4 separate regions of the Mus musculus genome follow, and regions 1, 3 and 4 are each linked to region 2. The links are chromatin contacts, called in public HiChIP or PLAC-seq maps. All regions are on one chromosome and are shown on one strand. The core of a region is the stretch at or near the end of the contact, and the rest is flanking DNA. Distances in the headings are between cores, read along the strand shown. Region 1 has its middle 36 kb from the start of Gm6135. Region 2 has its middle 39 kb from the start of Tet2. Region 3 overlaps Ppa2 (pyrophosphatase (inorganic) 2). Region 4 has its middle 100 kb from the start of Ppa2.

The links. HiChIP or PLAC-seq counts read pairs in DNA pulled down with a chosen protein or histone mark.
Region 1: an H3K4me3 HiChIP or PLAC-seq map of bone marrow-derived macrophages shows a contact between it and region 2, with 7 times the contacts expected there. The contact joins two enhancer-like sites. A contact is called at or near these places in 13 of 484 Hi-C or Micro-C datasets (B cells, the HPC-7 cell line, Sertoli cells and 7 more), 3 of 115 datasets of contacts at active chromatin or transcription factors (CD8 T cells, bone marrow-derived macrophages and microglia) and 1 of 9 other capture datasets (bone marrow-derived macrophages).
Region 3: a contact with region 2 is called in a BATF HiChIP or PLAC-seq map of CD8 T cells, with 12 read pairs. The contact joins two enhancer-like sites. A contact is called at or near these places in 1 of 39 promoter capture datasets (embryonic stem cells), 1 of 15 datasets of contacts at CTCF or cohesin (pro-B cells), 4 of 484 Hi-C or Micro-C datasets (B cells, the Ba/F3 cell line, centrocytes and 1 more), 9 of 115 datasets of contacts at active chromatin or transcription factors (CD8 T cells, cardiomyocytes, effector CD8 T cells and 3 more) and 4 of 9 other capture datasets (adipose tissue, embryonic stem cells, liver and 1 more).
Region 4: a BATF HiChIP or PLAC-seq map of CD8 T cells shows a contact between it and region 2, with 7 read pairs. The contact joins two enhancer-like sites. A contact is called at or near these places in 1 of 484 Hi-C or Micro-C datasets (nephron progenitors) and 4 of 115 datasets of contacts at active chromatin or transcription factors (CD8 T cells, double positive thymocytes and embryonic stem cells).

What each region holds. Positions count from the first base shown.
Region 1 is chr3:133,753,728-133,756,427 of GRCm38.p6, reverse strand. No RefSeq gene overlaps it. Among named protein-coding and RNA genes, the nearest start is that of Gm6135, 36 kb to the left of the region's middle. Within about 2 kb of position 1,412, at least 108 of the 459 cell types and tissues checked have an H3K27ac peak or open chromatin away from gene starts, as enhancers often do. A contact at or near this core is called in the HPC-7 cell line and bone marrow-derived macrophages, where this site is marked.
Region 2 is chr3:133,582,251-133,584,950 of GRCm38.p6, reverse strand. No RefSeq gene overlaps it. Among named protein-coding and RNA genes, the nearest start is that of Tet2, 39 kb to the right of the region's middle. Within about 2 kb of position 1,395, at least 97 of the 459 cell types and tissues checked have an H3K27ac peak or open chromatin away from gene starts, as enhancers often do. A contact at or near this core is called in B cells, CD8 T cells, the HPC-7 cell line and 4 more, where this site is marked.
Region 3 is chr3:133,331,144-133,333,843 of GRCm38.p6, reverse strand. All of the region lies in intron 5 of Ppa2 (pyrophosphatase (inorganic) 2), which reads right to left. Among named protein-coding and RNA genes, the nearest start is that of Ppa2, 22 kb to the right of the region's middle. Within about 2 kb of position 1,408, at least 76 of the 459 cell types and tissues checked have an H3K27ac peak or open chromatin away from gene starts, as enhancers often do. A contact at or near this core is called in B cells, CD8 T cells, centrocytes and 2 more, where this site is marked.
Region 4 is chr3:133,410,037-133,412,736 of GRCm38.p6, reverse strand. No RefSeq gene overlaps it. Among named protein-coding and RNA genes, the nearest start is that of Ppa2, 100 kb to the right of the region's middle. Within about 2 kb of position 1,371, at least 15 of the 459 cell types and tissues checked have an H3K27ac peak or open chromatin away from gene starts, as enhancers often do. A contact at or near this core is called in CD8 T cells, where this site is marked.

The DNA.
Region 1 (2,700 bases), core at 163-2,662, 170 kb before region 2:
ATGGCTGTCTCTTCTTCGTGCTCGTAGTGTGCAAAAGCATGACGCGTATGTGACTCTCCATTTGGCCAGAGAAATAAACTGTTTCCAGAGTTTACTGCACTCTGTGGGCGTACCCTACTCTTCACTGATTGAAGAGAACCTGCATTCCCCATCCTTTAGGAGACACTCTCACTTCACCTTCTCCACAAACCTTTTCCTCAGTCCCTAAGTGCTTCACAAGTCTCTGTGCCCGATTGTGTATCCTTGGGGGATGCCTCATAGACATGAACAAGAAGTACTACACAGGCCACGTGCAGCCACAGTTTTGGCTTTTCTCGTGCTCTGTAGCAGGCAGCCCATGGACCAGATACACCAAATCCACTTCCCATCATTTCGATTGCATTGGCACATAGATGTGATGATTTGTTTACATGCTGTTTCTGGATACTTTCTGTCTAGCTCAGGCAGAGACCATGGCGCATGCAAAGCCTAAACTATGTTACCACCTGATCCTCTGTGGAGAAAACTGTCACCTCTGGATCCATGTGTGTTTCAGTTTCCTGATGATGATGCCCTTGCATTTGTTTCACATGGACAAGACAGTCAGGAAGTCACAGGACTCACAAGGGTAAGGAACGCTGGCAGAGAAAGTGACATTAAGGTGGTGGTGTTTCTGAGCTACTTATTGAATGAATCCAAAAATAACTAAGGAGTTTTGTAAAGCAAACTGCCCTAGTACATAAAATATGGATTCAGGGTCTACTTCCTGTTTTCTGGATACCCTGTGCCTCAGCTCCTTTCTCTATAAAATAAAAATGACAGGATTTAATGAAACATGCCAAGAATATTATTTGGCCCATAGTAACTCCTCAAGAAGTACTATCTATTAACAAAGTGGAGAAAGAGACTCCGTTTAACTATGTTGTTTTCATCTTCCTTTTTTTTTTTTTTTTTTTTTTTTGGTTTTGTTTTTTTTGTTTTTTTTTTTGGTTTTGTTTTGTTTTGTTTTGTTTTTATGGCATACTTTTGGACCTATTCTATAAAAAGGGATCAGTTTCTACCTTTTTCTGCCAACTCCAAACCATGCCTGGCATAAAAGATGATCAGAGGTAGGTGTCGCAGGCTATCCAAGGACAGAACTGCTGTCAGGGAGGTTGAAAACACCCTGGAGTCAGGGAGACATAAAAGTCATAAGCCAGTCAGTAGAACCCTGTTGAGCTCCCTCTTCCCCTGATGAAAGGCAAAGGAGCTCTGTGGAACTGTCAACTGAGGAAGTGGTGAGCAATGAGCAGATCCTGCAATTTGCACACTAATTCTCCCTCGTGCCACCTGGGGGCTTCCTGCTGGCAGAAGCACAGAAGATAGGAGAGTGGTGCGGGTCCAGCCAGCAGCCAGCCATGCCTCTATTCTTCCCTTGCTGAGCAATACCAGCAGCCCAGCTTGTCTCCATTCACTGTTCAGTGAGCAGTTGGCAGGCTTCCCCCAGAGCGTGGGCAGGCCTGAGCAGAAGGAAGACAATGAGAGGAATTTTAAAAGCCTTCCACCTTTTTGCACTTTCTTCGCAGTTTCTCTCAGGAGAAGTTGACTCAGCAGGTGCCCCTTTCTACCTTTTTCCTCAGCCTTGCCACTCCCCACTTGAAGGACCAGTCCACAGTGTGGTAATCAAGGTTCTCCCTGAAATACAGAGATGAGACCGGGGCTGTGTGGGGTCCAGCAACTGCTCTCACTACACTTATCATTATTCAAAAGCTTTTCCTGCCTCTTAAAGGTGAAACACACATCACTGAAGCATAAATGTGGCTCTGAGTAACAGTTTCACTCGCACATTCTCCGCTTCTAGAAGTAACCAGTAACCGGCTCCAAAGATGCACCAGGGAAAGTAGGAAAGGAGCCTCCTGTTAGCTGGCATCATTCCAGCCAGAGACCAAGTCTTCACTGGGACAAAAGCAGAACTATACGGACAGACAGCTTCCTCTCTGCTGCAAGCATACACTCCCCCCGCCCCGACCCCCACCTCCCCCGCACAGCCTCTGGACTGCCAAATGGGTGATGCTGCTGCTTGCACCCCTCCACACGCATTCCATAAGCTAAGGCTGATTTTAAGATCATTAGAAAAGGAAAGAATGTTGCACTCTTCTCAGTTTCTCTGGGGTCACAGTGTAATTGTGCAGCAGGAGAAACTGGGCCCCAGAGATGGCGTGACAGTCACTTCTCATTACCTCCCACTTGGTTCATTACGTCTGTAGACAGCAATTGCCAGCGTGTGGGTACTTCCATTATAGGGAAGGTTGTAATGTGCTCTAGACTCTGCACGGTTTCCAAATGGGGAGAAGGCTATTTATTCCAGGCACATACCTATCTTATTTCCACAGGAATGGAAAGTGACATAAGGGATAGATTAGTGGTAATCAATATGGGAGAATCAGGGAGCAGGAGTGCTTGCACCAGTGAAATATTTATGTGTGTGCATCCTTCTAACTCATAAGGCTTCATACAGAAGACAGAATTCTCACAAACCTGCCCAATTTGGCTTTAGCAAGTAGCTTTGTTCAGATACACTATATATTGGCTTCTTTGTATCATACTTTGGATTGCGTGTGTGTGTGTGTGTGTGTGTGTGTGCGCGCGCGCACACACACACACACACACACACACACACACACACACACACACGAGACACCAAGGAACCTTTCTCTTTGCAGTTTTGCACACCAGGAATTA
Region 2 (2,700 bases), core at 146-2,645:
CATCCCCATCAAAAGCAACAAGGGCTCTGGCCTGCTGAGCCATCTCTTCAGCTGCTTCTAAGACAGTCAGTTATCTCAAGAAACAGGCAAGAGTCTACAGAGGGAAAAGAAAAGAAAAATTAAATGTAAAAATAAAATAAAAGAAAGTGTCCCAAAGTTTAACCCAAAATAAAAGATAAAAGAGGCTTTCCAGAGAAATAAAAGACTAGTGTGGAAGCCTAGGGGGTAAAAAGGAACAAATGAAAGCTACCCAGAATAACCACGGAAGCAGGCAGTGGAAGGGCAGGAGGTATACTTGATCCATGGGGAACAGACTAGCTCCATCTGAAAAACCAAGAAGGGTAAGCTAGAGCCCAGAGATATCAAAATATGTGTCATGAACAGCATGACAAGGCTGTGAAAGCTGATCTCTGTTAAAGAAACCTCAAATGAACAAATGCACAGGCCTTGCTGGAACCCCGGACTGTAATAATTTTGTAATTTGGGAAGAATTGGGGAAATCTGGGCATGAGTTATAGATACCACATTGCTACAGTTTCTAAGAATAATAACAGCACTGTGGTTATATATATATATATATATATATGTGTGTGTGTGTGTGTGTGTATGTGTGTGTGTATATATATTTATATATCATTATTGCTTAATGATATATGTGGTGTTTAAGGACCAATAAATTTCTAGAATGCTTGATGTTACTGTCAACTAATTGAGACAGAAATCATATTGTAATAAAAGACAAAGTGGGTCAATCCAAATATTGATAATTGATGATGTTAGTGATATAAATTCATAAGCAATGTTGTATTAGTCTTGGCATTTATCTGTAAGTTTGAAATTTTAAAACTAAAGTTGTAGGGCTGCAAGGATTACCTGGTAGTTGTTTCTACTCTTCCAGGAGACCTGAGAGTTTGGTTCCCAGCAACTATGTCAGGTATTCTAACCACCTGTAACACTAGCTCGGGGGATCCAAGGTGCTCTTCCGGCTTCTTCTGGGCTCTTCTGACACTTCCACACATGTGACATGCATTCACACACACACACACACACACAGAGACACACACACACCACATAAAAATACTTTTTTAAAAAGCTGAATAATTTTTCCCAAAGTGAAACCTCTCACGAGGAAGTGTGAAGGCCCAGCACTCAGAACAGTGACACTGAAGGATCGTGAGTTCCTCGGCAGTCTGAGCCACAAAGTGTGACTCTGTCTCACAGCAAGAAAAAAATATATTCACAGAAGTTTTTAATAAGTAAATTATGCTGGGCACGGTGTATAGTATACGCCTTCCATTCCAGCACTCAGGAGGCAGAAGCAGGTAGATCTGTGTATTCAAGGCCAGCCTGGTCTACAGAGCAAGCTTAGGCCAACCAGGGCTATATGGTGAAATCCTGTTTCAAACAAACAATAAGTAAGGTGTTTACAGGCAAAAATTTAAAACTCCCCAACTAGGTAGCATACTACGTTTTCGGAAATGCTCAACATTTGTCCAACTTCCTTCACCAGAGGGAAGAAAGATGAATTTTTTAAAAACCCCTATACTAATTATTGCTGAATTCTGCAAATAAGGACAGGAGATCTTTGGAGGTTAGTGCTATTCTTCTAATCAGAACCACAGGGGTTCTCCCCTGCGAGTGTGGACAGGAGCAGTTACACTGTGGTATCTATTGGGTAACATCGAGAGTCAAAAATAGGAAGCTCTAGATGCAAATTAAGTTTGTGGTTTAAAAAAAGAAACAGAAAAAAAAAAAAAAAGAAAAAGAAAAAGTTGAAATTTTTTTTTGAAGTAAACTAGCCCAGGGGAATTTCTTTCCTCAATTGAGGCAGCTGTGTGATTTCTTGAGGGGAAAGGCAAAAATGAGGTAATGTGACAGGAACAGCCATTTGCATCATGTATCTTAGGCCGATATGGTGGAGAATCACCTCGTGGGTAGCCTGTCTCTAAAATGAGAAGTAAGATGAATGTGTGTGCTTCTCCAATAGTCTAAAAGGTGTAAAGCCATTTTGTACTATGACTGTTCGCACACGGGGTAATGGGCTTCACTGTGACATTTTCACACATGGGTAGCACAGAATGTTTGCTCACCCTTACCTCCCTCTGCTCCACTGTCCCCTGGCTCCTACATTGTCCCCTTCTCCCTAAATAGTCCTCTTTCTGCCTTCACGTCTTTCATATGTGTGTGTATGTTTTGTGAGAGGTATTCTTCCCATGAGAGAACATGTCTGTTTCTCACCCCCCATAACCTCTTCTTCCCACCTCCCTCTCCTCGTCATCCTCCACCCACACAATCCCCCTCATATTTAATATCACATATATTTGAGGGGATGGAAACCTTCAAAGGGAGCCTTCCCTCAAAGGAAAGAATTCCTGCTCATGAGACATCATTTACTATTGCATCAAGTTTATGCTGGCTACGAAGGATAAAAAGAAATAGTAAGGCCAGGGGCCGTCATTTACACTCAGAAAGTGACGGGGGTGGCCAGCTACATGGGACAGAAGTGAGAGGAAGGAGGGAGGAAGAAAGAGAGGATGAGCCTTATGCAGTGAGACAGTCATCCCAGGCCACTTACTGCCACAGAAAGAAAACGCTCAATAATACGGAAATACTTATTACTGTTGCCGTCTGCAAACCAATTCTAGACACATGCAGTCCCTTTCAACCTCCCACACTGTAGAAAGAGAAGATGCCTTGTGA
Region 3 (2,700 bases), core at 159-2,658, 250 kb after region 2:
AATGTTGTTTATTTATGTGTAGGAGTGTTTAGTCTACACATATGTAAGTGTGGCTGGTGTCCCAGGAGATCATAAGAGGGGTCTGGACCCCCTGAGACTTGGGAGTTACAGATGGTTGTGAGTCACCGTGTGGTTGCTGAGAATTGACTCTGAGTCTCCTGGAAGCAGCCAGTGTTCTGAACCGCTGAGCCATCTCTCCAGCACCTTCTTTCATATTTTTCCCATCTGCCATTTCACTCTGTTGACTGTCTGACTTTTCGTGTGGATTAAAAATTCCCAAAGAATTTCATGACTTTGATCTTGGCTTCTCATCCGGTAGGAACGCTCTGGCAAGTATGAAGCCCCAGGGAGTGTGTGCTGAATGAAGAGGTACTGTGGAGGCCTGGAGATTACAACGCTGGGCAGTCTCCGGGAGAAGAAGTAGAGAAAAGGGGGAGTCTTCCAGTGAGCCATGGGGAGAGTCAGTTTTCTGGCTGGTTTTGTGTCAACTTGACACAGGCTAGGGTTATCACAGAGAAAGGAGCTTCAGTTGAGGAAATGCCTCCATGAGATCCAGCTGTAAGGCATTTTCTCAATTAGTGATCAAGGGGGAAAGGCCCCTTGTGGGTGGGGCCATCTCTGGGCTGGTAGTCTTGGGTTCTATAAGAAAGCAGGCTGAGTAAGCCAGGGGAAGCAAGCCAGTAAAGAACATCCCTCCATGGCCTCTGCATCAGCTCCTGTTTTATGACCTGCTTGAGTTCCAGTCCTGACTTCCTTTAGTGATGAACAGCAGTATGGAAGTGTAAGCCGAATAAACCCTTTCCTCCCCTACTGCTTCTTGGTCACGATGTTTGTGCAGGAATAGAAACCCTGACTACGGGACAGTCAGGTAGGGCAAGGGACAGGTTAAGAGTTTCAGACTTTATCCTCTTACCAATAAGAAACCAGAGAAAGGTTCTCGCATGGAAAAACATCACCAGACCTTTCTGCTGTAGAGATGGTCTCTCTGTGTAGTCTTGGCTGTCCTAGAGCTCTCTATGTAGACCAGGCTGCCCTCAAACTTACAGAGAACTACCTGCCTAGGCCTCCCAAGCGCTGGGATTAAAGGTGTGTGCCACCACGCCTGGCCAGATCTTTATTTTTGAGACATTATTTTGGATGTAGGATGAAGCATGAAACTTAGTTAATGCACAGCATACAGAAAATTAAGAGACAGGTCCAGTTCAGCTTAGTTGAATCAGGAAAGGGCAACTGTACGTCACAGAATCAAAGCAGGGCAGATAAGAACACCCTGAAAATTCAGACACACCCAGAGCAGTATAAAAAAAAAAAAGAAAGAAAAAGAAAAAGAGGCACCTGGTCTTTAAATAGAAAACCACAGAAAGATCCTCCTTTCGTTTTCAGTCATGATCTGGCACCCCTTCCTGTCTCACTAGTAGATCTGCGTTTTGTTAGTTTGCTAAACTTTTTGAGGGGCGGGATAGGGCTGAGACCAGGTCTTGGTATAAATAACCTAGGCCAGCTTCCAACTGGCAGTAACCCTCTTGCCTCAGCCTCCCAGGCGCTGGAATGACAGGGACAGGGCTGCCACACCCAGCTTTGCCTTATTATTTTCTGAATGAAATAAAATGACAGAATCAGTAAGCTAGTGAGTGGCACTCGTCACGCTACATTGTAACCACTGACTTAGTGGTCAATGGCTCTAATCAAACTGTAAATAACTTTGGAAAAGGAAGAAATGATACAAAGCCAGAGGTTCTCAACCTGTGGATTTCGACCCCCACAGGTGTCACATATCAGATGTCCTGCATAACAGATATTTACATTACAATTCCAAATAGTAGCAAACTTACAGTCATGATGTAGCAATGACCACAACATTAGGAACTGTATTAAAGGGTCGCAGCATTAGGAAGAAACTTCTATACTGAGCACTAATCCTCCAGACAGAAAAATTGCTAGTGGTCATGGAACGCTGTCCATCACACATGTCTAATGAAACAGTCTTGCGTGTACCTCAGCACAGCCACGGGGGGTAGATATTCACGGTCTCCACTTTACAGGTGGAGCATCTTGTTCAAGGTCACACTGCTGGCTGTGGTGTGACAGCCAGGCTCTCGAGCTCACTGCTCAGTCATCCATCACTCTGCTGAACCTCGTGCCTGACTCTCATCTGTGCACATCCGTGTCCTAGCACATCACCCCTAGGAAGCAGCTCAGCGATGGATATTAGCTTATTCCTGAACTGCTCAGCTTTGCCTATCTCTGTTTTTGCTGCTCATCAGTAGCTTCTCTGCCCCCCTCCCCCCCTTTCAGCCATGTGGTCTCCTCTCCTACAATCCCCTAAGCTGTTTTCAACCTCTCGCCCTTCGGTCCAAGAGAACCATCTACTTAGAAACCCAAGAAGTCGAGGCGGGTGCCCTCATGGCTTGAACACTCTCATTTCTAATCACCATTTCCAGAGTGCCAGTTTTACCCAAGCCTGCATCCACGCGGGTGGTCTGGCTGCATCAAAGGGAGGCTGGCTCTCTGGAGAACAATGTTGCTCTTCCTTTTCTCAGGACTGTTTATCCTAACCCGGCATCTGTTTTTCTCAGCTGTCCCTACTTCCTCCAGGGTCCCCCACGTACATTTTCATGTAATTAAAAATTAATACATAGAAATACAAACATTACATTTCTACACAGCTGATGACAGAGTGGAGTTTATAACAAGAAAAAA
Region 4 (2,700 bases), core at 122-2,621, 170 kb after region 2:
GTGAGTGTAAGAAAATAATTTTTGGAAGTCTTTGTAATTCTGTGGAGCATCTGAGGGCACACCAACTGGCAAATAGAATTTGAACAAAATTTACCCGAAACTTCAAAAGCTCAGGATCCCCCTTACTGGCATTGATTGGTTATTTATTGGTTACCTATTTCTCTGTTGGTAGCCAGGACTCAGGTACATCCCTCATCTAATAAAAGATAAACACGATGAGTTATAAAGAGTTAATGTGTTAACGGTAAGATAAAAGGTTTTAAATTTTTTCCCTTTTTTTGTTTATCTCTAAGCCAACACCCAGTAAATTGGAAGTATTTCCTTTACAACAGATCGTAACATAGGTCTTGAGAGAGCTTCTCTCTACATGAAGGTAATTTGCCTTAATGAGTTCAGTACGGAAAGTATTTGCCTTTATACCTACACAAAGTACTAACTACTGTAAACGAGAAAATTAAAGATAAAAAAGTAACAGGACTGTCAGATCTCTAATTTATAAAAATCCAACACATCAATAGCATCTAAACCAAATGTGTCAATAAAAGTTTAAAAATAGCATTGTTTTGAGTCAGAGATGGAGCGGGTTAAGGTAATCAACCCACCTCGTAAACGAGCACTTTTGAACGTACTTAGCTAGTTCACTAAGATGGAACGAGCCCTGTAGCAATAGCGATGAGCTCCTCTTGTCCCAGGAGCCACTTTCCATAACATCTAAGCCCATCATCTCAGGATGTGCTCAACTTACCAGTAACATCATCAAGCGAGAACCCCACCCACACGGTGTAGGAAGTGGCAAGCCAGAAAGTTAAAGAGAAATGAGGCTGCACTCAGAGTAGCTTCAAAGGGTACCTCTTGCCTCCAAATAAACACTTTATAGGGTTTCCCACTGAATATAAAAGAAGCATATTTTGTCCTAGGAGATAAAGCAATATAGAAAAGATATGCTGATGTCCCTTCTTATGAGAACACAAAGTCCTACACAGAGGATCCCACCCTTACGATGTCATATAATGCCATCAACAAAAAGGTTCTTTTGCCAAACAGTACAGTTAGTGGCATTAGATGTTAACTCTTCAAATAACAAGTCCACAACACTTTCCTATTAAAGTCTAGTAGATATTTAAGCCCATTTATTATCCATGTGAGATTAGTCCCAGAATCTCAGTGACATTAAAATAGTCACATGCTCAAGTTCCTTATTTAATTGGATCTGTATACAGCCTATGCATACCTGTCCATATGCTTCATATCCCTGGAGTGCCTGAAACACCTAATACAGCGTGATTAGCAACAGGAACAGATGTGTAGCACCCCCACCTTGTTACTGTTACACCAGAGGAGGATGCAGCAACTGCTGCAGCTGCACCGGTCACTGTCACCTTATACAGAGCCACAAGACAGAGGCACAGCAGCTGTCTGATGCTCCCGTGCCACCTCAGGGGTGTAGCCACTGAGGCTGGCACCATCTGTAGCCAGTGGCACACAGAGTAGCCTTCTGTTCACAGTGCATGCCCAGCGGGTCATCTTTCCAAAGAAATTTGATGAACAGTAAATTAGCCCAATGAAATAAATGGATATAGTTTTACCAACAGAAATGACATCAATAAAAATGTATTTGTTCATCAGATGGCCCAGAGAATGACCCCAAAGAAGTACCTTCATGGTATAGGAGCTAGAAAAGGCTGAGGCTCGGTGTTCAGTGAAGGAGAAAGGGTGAGGTAACAACCCATATCACAGGCCCTAATGATTCCAGTTCACAGAAGTAACTACACAGTCAACTGTAGCCACTAGGAATGCCTCTTGCTCTTGAGGACCACTTACCAGGAGATGACCAGAATAGTGCAAGGAAGAAGAGGGTATTGGAGAGCTTCCTTGAGGCAAGGTACAACAAAGCCAGCCCTATTGTTTTTGGATTTTTTGAGACAGGGCCTTGTTATGTAATTCAGCCTGGCCTCTAATGCTCGATCCTCTTGCTCTACACTCCCAAAGCTATGATAGCAGATTGGCATGTGATACCACACCTGACTTCATGCATACCTGTCAAGTTCATGCAATACCAAGTCAAGGTTCCTACCCAATGGCATATGGGAACCCTCCCAGGGTTTTCAAACCTGCCTGTGCAGGGGGAAATGATGGCAGGCACCAAAAGTGAGGCAGAATTTGTGGGGCTACAGGATCACGATGCCATCAGTCCTCCTCACCAAAGAAGCCTAGAAAGAGTGATCATGAAAGGACACGGGAAGTCAAGATGAGACGCAAGGTCAGCAGTCACGTCAAAGCCAGTACCCATCATTGCAGCCTCATCTCACACACAGTTGCCTAGGGAAATCCAACCACAAGCGCCAAAGAGAAATGCAGATCCATAGGCTGAGAAAGCCACCGTCCCTAGGAGAGGCTGAGCAGGATGGGTCTTAGTAAAGGAAGCTACAGACTCTATGATCATCCACCTTAGTGATTGAGCAAGGAGGCAGTTCCAGCAATAAGAAATAAACAATGGTCCAGGGAACTGGCTCAATGAGCTGCCAAGTCTGACAAGTTCAATTCCTTGGACCCATGTGGTGGAAGGAGAGAGCCAGTAGTTGTTCCCTGGTCTCTACAAGCATTCAATGCCCTACCCCCAACACACATACACACACCTACACCCACACCCAAACAGACACACACACACACATGTTGAAATCTAAATTTAGCATGTATCTA